Regions from separate parts of the Rattus norvegicus genome. Here region 1 is linked to region 2. A link is a contact called in public Hi-C data. All regions are on one chromosome and are shown on one strand. Each heading gives the region's core, a stretch centred on a gene start, on an enhancer-like site or on the middle of the called end of the contact. The rest is flanking DNA. Distances are from core to core; before and after follow the strand shown. Region 1 overlaps Fyn (FYN proto-oncogene, Src family tyrosine kinase). Region 2 has its middle 6.7 kb from the start of Ccn6.

Region 1 (3,585 bases), core at 391-2,890, 220 kb before region 2:
TCTGAAAGCAGATGCTTTCGGGCTGCCATTGGCTCCTGAGGAAGGCGAAACTAATTCAAAACCGTGAGGAAAGGATCTGAGAAGCAGGCTAACGTAACTTAAAATAAATACACTGGTATGTTGACTATGGAGCTTAGGATATTTAAATTTGGATTTAAATTACTACATGAATATCATATACACAGCTAAATTAGAATGGCTTTACTGAAGGGGCAAACCCAGCACTTTTCCTTGCTGACTGCGTGAACAGACACCGACAGGTACTGTGACAGAGGGAGATAGGCTCTGTTTCAAAGAGCTCACGGTCCTATGAAAAACAGATGCATGACCTTAAAGGCAACAACATGCTAAGTAGTGTAATTACAAAACTGCCATGCTGGGGAATCTCGACACTCGGTGCTGGTGCACGAGGATAAGGTGCACGAGGCAGACATTTATTTATGCCAGCCAGGGCGGGAACGCTGCACCATAACACGACCCTGCTTATGTTAAACGACCACAAACTATATTACATAGAAAGGGTCAGGAGAAGAAAACACATCCAGGGGTTAATCACGGTTAACTCCACAAAAGGGAGTAGGGAGACGGTCTTAATTTATCTCATGTCTATGAGTATCGTGCCTGGGCATCGCGTGCCTGCCTGGTCCCTAAGGAAGCCTGAGGAGGGTGTTGGGTTCTTTGGAACTGGAGTAACAGGCAGGGGACAGCTGCTAGGTGGGTGCTATGACCTGAACCTAGGTCCTCTCTCTGCAAGAGCAGAAGTACCCTTACCTGCTGAGCCATCACTCCAGCCATCAAAGGTGCTTTTAAAAAGGACTGTCTTTTGGCTAAATTATTTTTTAAAGTTTTTCTTAAATATTTGAAAAATTATTTGCTATATTACTTTTTAAAGATTTTAAAAGTTAAGTTTGGGGTGTGATACTTGAATAATGGTGAAAATTAATCATTGAAACGGACAGTGGAGGAGGCGGCAAAGCAGAAGAGACAGACGATGTAGCAGAGGAGGGGCCGCTGGGAGCAGAAGAGGCCATGCCGGGCACGGCAGCAGACGGGGCAGACCATCTCTGAGTGCAGCTCCTCACCTACGCTCTGGGACACGGCTGTGTCACTGTGACTGCAGCAGGGTGAAACAATCCAACGCCACAGGACCGGTGATATCTCGAGCCAGGGGAACTGGGGACAAGGGAAACCAGGCCCCCGTCTCTGCCTGTTTCATGTTCATAACAAAACTAATCTTAGTGCGTTTGTGAATGACAGCCAACACTTGTGGCCAGAGGGAGGAGGCAGAACCCAGGAACCCTCTGTGGGGAGACAGCCAAGAGACTGGCTCCGAAATGGCGAATCACCCTCTTTTAAAACAGAGGACATAAATCTAGATTATTTCAATATGAAATGCCATGATTTTTAAATGATGGCAAAAACCACTCTAGCAAAATAAAAACACGTCTGAGAGCTACCTCAGCATTGAGACAACCTAAGGGCTGGGGACTGAGGAGAAAATGTCAAATCGAAAAGTATGTTCTTCCTCCCTCTTCCCGTCTTAGGAAGGAAAACCTCTAACAGTGCCCTTCCATCCCTTTAAACACGCGCAACATCTGAATTAAAAAGTCCCCTCCTCTTCCTTTCCGGATGCTACCCTCAGAAGCTCTGACCTCTTACATCATGCTACCGTAACGGACAGCTGGGGTCTGTCGTAGCTGTTAAAATATGTGTCTGGGTGGGACTCACAATTAACTAGCAAAAGATTTAAAGGGAAGCCTAAGGAGGGGCAGCAAAATCCCCCACACAAATGTCTGTACCTTGAAGCTAACTTTCAGTTTATCAAACTTCCTCAGGAAACAACTTCCCATTTGTAGCTGACTACGACACACCCAACAATTTCATTAGAATGCTATTTTTAATCAGCTCAGCATATCGCTCACTCGCTCAACTCGCTCACTCGCTCGCTCGCTCGCTCGCTCTCCGTGCCTCAGGACCTGGAAGCAAGCACACAGTGCCATGCTTCCAAAGAGCTGAGACTCTCGTGTAAGGGTATGGTCTTTAAGGTCTTCACTGCAAACGCTGGAAAATGGAAGGAGTTCTGGCTTAAGATGTGTGTTTACTGACGGCCCCTGGGCTGACATCACCGTGAGCTGTCACCGCTGGACCTCACCACACTTCCCTCTGGTCTTCAGGGCGTATCAGGGGACAAATCTGGATCATGATACATGAGTGTGCTTACTTCCAAATGACCTTACTTCTGGGGCAGCGAGCACAGTCTCAGGCCTGTGGGAGAGCATCTCTCTGCACACCAGGGCAGGACTGTCTAGTGAAGTCTGTATGAGATCCCAGAGGGCGACCGTGAAGAGAACAGAGGCTGCCCTATTTTCTGGGGACATGGCTGCCCGACATCCTCGCCTTGCCTGTGTGCCAGGCATCCCTGTGTCACCCTATCTTCACCTCACACTCAGACCTGTCCTGGGTCATCCCCCTGCCTCACCTGCCTCACCTGCCTCACCTCTGTCTTGCTTCCCACTCACTATGCTGGGTTTCTCTTGCTGTCTGCTCTGGGTATTTTCTTCTCTAGGCTTTCTTCCTTTTTCCATTTGGGATTCTCTCCCCACCAGCACTCCCTGGCCGGTCAACACCAGCTTTCAGCCACGGTGCTGCCACCAAGGGCACCCTGGTGCCACTTCAGCTGAGGACTCTCACTCCTATCTTAGTCCTACCAAGTCACAAGTACAGAGAGTTTGCCTGAGACTTAAGCCTCCCATGCGTACGTCCAGGAACTGCCTGTCGTTTTCTCTGCACCGCAAGCACTTCCTTAGAGGTCCGGACCTGCCATTAACACCGTCGGTAGTGTTGACGGGCAGAAAGAGCCGTCGCCCCTGATTTGTTGGAATAGGGTTCCACAGAGCTTGCTAGGATCTCTTTGGACTGCATTTTCAAACGGAAGTTCTACTTCCTAAGGTTTTCCCATAGGCTTTTGTTTTTAACTTACCTACTACGCTTCCAAGATGTATGGCAAAATGAATTCAGCTGAATCAATGCTAACGACAAACAGTTAGGATTTTGATCTGGCAACTGAAGGAATGTGGAGTATCGAAGGCCTGTGCTATTCAGAGGCAGCATCATAAAGAAGAAAGATGGATGACTTTAGGATCAGGGAGCTGGGGTCCCATTCCAGCATTTTCCCTACCACGCGGAACTGGTCAGGTTACATCAGTTAAGATGCCATCACCCCGCCATGGCACGTCTCTGTAAGGACTACATTCCGTGTGATAATTTAGAAGAGACCCTAAGAACACAGCCGTCAGCCATGAACGAACGCCGCGCGTTCCTATGATGTCTCTGTGCAGCTGCCACTTGGATTTGGGTGCCTTTCTTTGTCCTCCTGTGGGAAGATCTTTCCTAACCTTGGCTTTTCTGAGATGTGGAGCAGGAAGACAGGTGGCAGGAATTCCAGCCTTGGTTAGGAAAGCTTCAGCGGGGACACACACGTGAAGGTTGGACTACGAGGAGAGAACTGGAGGGACGAAGGGGGACTTGGCCTGCGTAGATTCTGTGTCCTACAGCACTGAGAAATCCAGTGACGGCTGTTTTGAA
Region 2 (3,972 bases), core at 190-2,689:
GAGAGCCTGAGAAAGGAGCTGGCTGTGTGGCAGAAGTGGCCCCTTGACCTGCAGTGGCTCTCCTGCTCCCAGGGGCTGCAGAGCCAGCTCTCTTTCCCACAGTGGTGCTTCCTCTTGATCGCTTCCTGACAAGCTCCCATGCGAGCTTCCTCAAGACCAACATCTGTACCACGTGACCTTGGCGTTATTTCTCTGATGGTGAGCAAAAGGCAACCGCAATAGCAGCTTCTGGGGCTGGGGCTGACATTTATTTCTGGAAGTGAAATTTTTACGCACTCGTTTGGCTAGAGGCAGACTGGAGAAACCCTACAGACTGGGGGTGCTGGTAAACAGAGTGAGGTGTTAAGCAGAGAAAAGCTTCACGATCCCCCAAAAGGGAGTTCCCATGGTCTCCGCCGTGGGAACCCGGCTGTCTCTCCTTTTCCTAACCTTCCAGAAATGCCAGGCTCTCACCACAGCGGCACTCGGTTCTTTAACACTATCTTGTTCTCCCTGGGACGAAGTTTACTTCATTCGATGTCAACCTACACACCCAGTTTCTGGACTCCTTTGCTTCTACTGGGGACAGGAGGATGTCCTGTAGTCTGACAGGGTTCCCGGTGAGTTCTGTCCTAGAGTGGGAGGAAAGGAAGTCTTTTTGGAGTCTCTAGGCTTCAAGGGAACCATAGAAGGGAGGACAATGTGGCCTGCAGGCTGCCGAACCCGGAATCCTAACCAAGATGAAGGAGGAGCCTGGGAATGGCTGCTTTCAGGTCAGAAGGGGGACCTGGGAGCACAGGTGACTTGATTTAAAGGATTCTAAACATATCTGGATAGTTAAGCCTAAGACTGAAAATTCTTGGTTACTGCAGCTATGTATACTAAGGTTGGATATAAAGTCTTGAGACGCTGGGATAGGTCCACCCAGCACTCAAATGGCATTTTAGTAGCCACATCCAGAACTGAAACATGCTTTCCACGTTGAAATCTTGACTCCGGCTTATTTGGGGAATCATTTGTGGAGGGCTCTGTCAGTCCTGTTGTAGACAAGAACGAGTTAAGTTAGGATCTACTTCAAAGCAAAGGAAGCCGTGTTTCCGGTGAAAGTCTGTGCAGTGCTTTGGAAGCCTCAGGGAGGAGAAGTCAGGGGAAGATGGCGAGTTATATTTGAAGGTTGTAAGCGCAAAAGCTCTAGAATTTGTGAGCCGAGTTGCTTTGGACTGTATTTATACGTATTTCATGTAGGAGAAGGCAAACGAGACGCCGTAAAGATGCCTCCTATGTCTGACTGGCAAAGAAAGGGAACAATATAACATTCTAATCTGCAAATCTGTAGTCAAAGAACACACTGACCAAATAAAAGGACTGCTGCGTTAACACATTTGCTGTTTACTCTGAAGTGTTTTTGCATTGTCTGAGATTCCCACTTGATCGATCGTGTCGCCCTCTACTGGTCAGAAGGGCGAGGCGCCGCCGCAGAGATCACGTGGAAGCCCCACCCACGGTTGAATGTCAGAGCATCTCTGTCTGTCCAATTGTGCAAATTTCCGGTGACATTGATTGGCGAACACTTGGCTGTGGTTAAATCGACACGAGACCATTTTATGTGAAGAGTACTTCCGTTTTTCTATATAAGCATGTTCTGTGATCGGAAAACTAAAAGGAGAGCTGGACCCCACCCCATCCTGCTCCACTAATCTCATTGTCTTTCTCCTGCTGGTAAATTATGTATCACTATTCTGTCGAGTATTAAAAACAAATGAGGATTTAAAGAATTTAAAGATTCCAAAAGCTACAACCGCTGTTCAGAGTGCCGGGTGAAATAAAAGGATTCTCACCACGGAGGAATCTGATCTTGCTATGGAATGAAAAAGCCGAATGCTTGCGACCGGGAAATGCTCGTTGTCCACCCAGCCAAGGACTTTTTGTAGGGATGGAAAAGCCTCCTGTACCAACCATCCTAGCGCTACTGCAGGAGGCTCGGCGAGATGGCGGCGGGCTCCTCCCACCTCTGCGGCAGCGGAGATCAATAATGCAAGGCTCTGCGGCAAACACGCGCCTCCTTTCTTCCCTGGCAGCGACCATCAAGAGCCTTCGGCTGGAACGTTGACCCGGTGCGCCATCTAGCGACCGCCAGGGTCCAATGCAACTTTGAGCTGGAAAGTCCGGAAACAGCTTGAGAGCTGCGTGGGTGAAGGGAGTTTTCAACAGCTGATCTCATTTAAGAGGACAAAGGAAAAATAAATTGTGTGTCTGTTTGCTTGTGAAAATTAACACGAAGACTAGAAGCTCCTAATGCCCACCATCACATGAAATATAGACGTTTTATGTTTTATGCTACAGTCTTGAGGGCTTTTTTTTTTTTTTGGCATTTTTATTGGATATACTATGTATTTACATTTCAAGTGTTATCCCCTTTCCCGGTTCCCCCTTCTCCCAATCCCTTCCTCCTGCTTCTATGAGGATGCTCCCCCTCCCACCCACCCACTCCCACTTCACCGCCCTGGCATTCCCTTACACTGGGGAACTGAGCCTTCACAGGACTAAGGGCTTCTCCTCCCACTAATGCCGGACAAGTCCATCCTCTGCTACATATGCGGCTGGAGCCATGGGTCCCTCCATGTGTACTCTTTGGTTAGTGGCTTAGTCCCTGGGAGCTCTGGGGGGTCTAGTTGGCTCATATTGTTCATTCGTTAGGGTTTCTGTTGCTGTGATGAAACACCATGACTAAAGCAACTAGGGAAGAAAAGGGTTTATTTAGTTTACAAGCCCACGACTGTTCATTGTGGAACAGGACAAAAAAAAAAATCCAGCAGAGTAGAAACCTGGAGGCCGAAGCTAATGCAAAGACCGTAGCGGAGCGGAGGCTTACTGACTTGTTCCCTGTGGCTTGCTCAGTCTGCTTTCGTATAGCACCCAGGACCACCCAGCTCAGGGATGGCACCGCCCACAAATGGGCCGGGCCCTCCCCCATTACTCACTAATTAAGAAAATGCCCTACAGCCTTGCTCACAGCCCCAGCTTATGTTGGAGGTTTTTCAGTTTTACCTCTCCAATTGCCCCAAACTGACGTAAAACTAGCTAGCACACCTGCTGTTTTGAAATAGTCTGTTTTCTACGTGGTCCAGGCTAATAGGAAACCCTATGCAAGCATACACGGCCGAATTTGAATTTCAGGTTAAAACCCAACAATTGCTTAGTATAAGCATGCCGTATATACGTTAAAGCATCTCATTGGGCATCCTGCCATGATCGTTACCTTTCATCTTGTTAGCCAAGGCCGATAGCCCTCCTGATAAACAGAATTTACAGGATTTACAAAGGTTGGTAGCTATGGTTAGACCGCTTGAGGCAGTTAGCTGTGAGCGCCCTCTTCTGTCCTCCATGGGCACTGCACTCATATACTCCCACACACCTCCATAGACGCATTATTAAAAAAACAAAAACAAAAACAAAAACAAAACAAAACAAAACAAAACAAACCCTCCAAGTTAAAAAGAAAACCAAGAACACACTGCATTTGCATGCTTTTCTTTCCTTGTGACATTAGCTCCACCCACACTTGGGAGCATGGTTAATGCTCTCCCTCCCTCCCTTCTTTTCATGTGGCGGTTTCCTGTGTCTGCGGCTAATTAACTTCAGCTCTTTTTCCAACTCAGAGCTCCTTCTGCAAACCAGACTAACACGGCAAGTGACAGAGTGAATTAGACCGCACCGACTTACATTTGGTCTCGCTTTTCTTATGCCCTTGGAACGAGGGCACCTGATTATTTTCAAGAAGCTCTGACCCCGGGGCCCACACACGTGGCAGGGCAGGGCACTTTTGTGGTTTGAGGGTTGTTAGGGACCTGGTTTATTAACAGCCAAGCAGAATATGGTAATTCCTCTACTCCCCATGCACGGGTGCAGCACTACCTCCCCTTGGCCCTCTCCCCTTGCTGCCTCAGGGACTTCACAAGTGCTCATTAACAAAGCCGCGAGGTTACTGGAGGG

The links. Hi-C and Micro-C count contacts between places; a contact is called where the count stands out from the background.
Region 1: a contact with region 2 is called in a Hi-C map of liver, with 5 times the contacts expected there. The contact joins two enhancer-like sites.

What each region holds. Positions count from the first base shown.
Region 1 is chr20:44,368,701-44,372,285 of GRCr8, reverse strand. All of the region lies in intron 2 of Fyn (FYN proto-oncogene, Src family tyrosine kinase), which reads right to left. Among named protein-coding and RNA genes, the nearest start is that of Fyn, 48 kb to the right of the region's middle. Within about 2 kb of position 1,640, at least 15 of the 93 cell types and tissues checked have an H3K27ac peak or open chromatin away from gene starts, as enhancers often do. A contact at or near this core is called in liver, where this site is marked.
Region 2 is chr20:44,144,463-44,148,434 of GRCr8, reverse strand. No RefSeq gene overlaps it. Among named protein-coding and RNA genes, the nearest start is that of Ccn6, 6.7 kb to the right of the region's middle. Within about 2 kb of position 1,439, at least 75 of the 93 cell types and tissues checked have an H3K27ac peak or open chromatin away from gene starts, as enhancers often do. A contact at or near this core is called in liver, where this site is marked.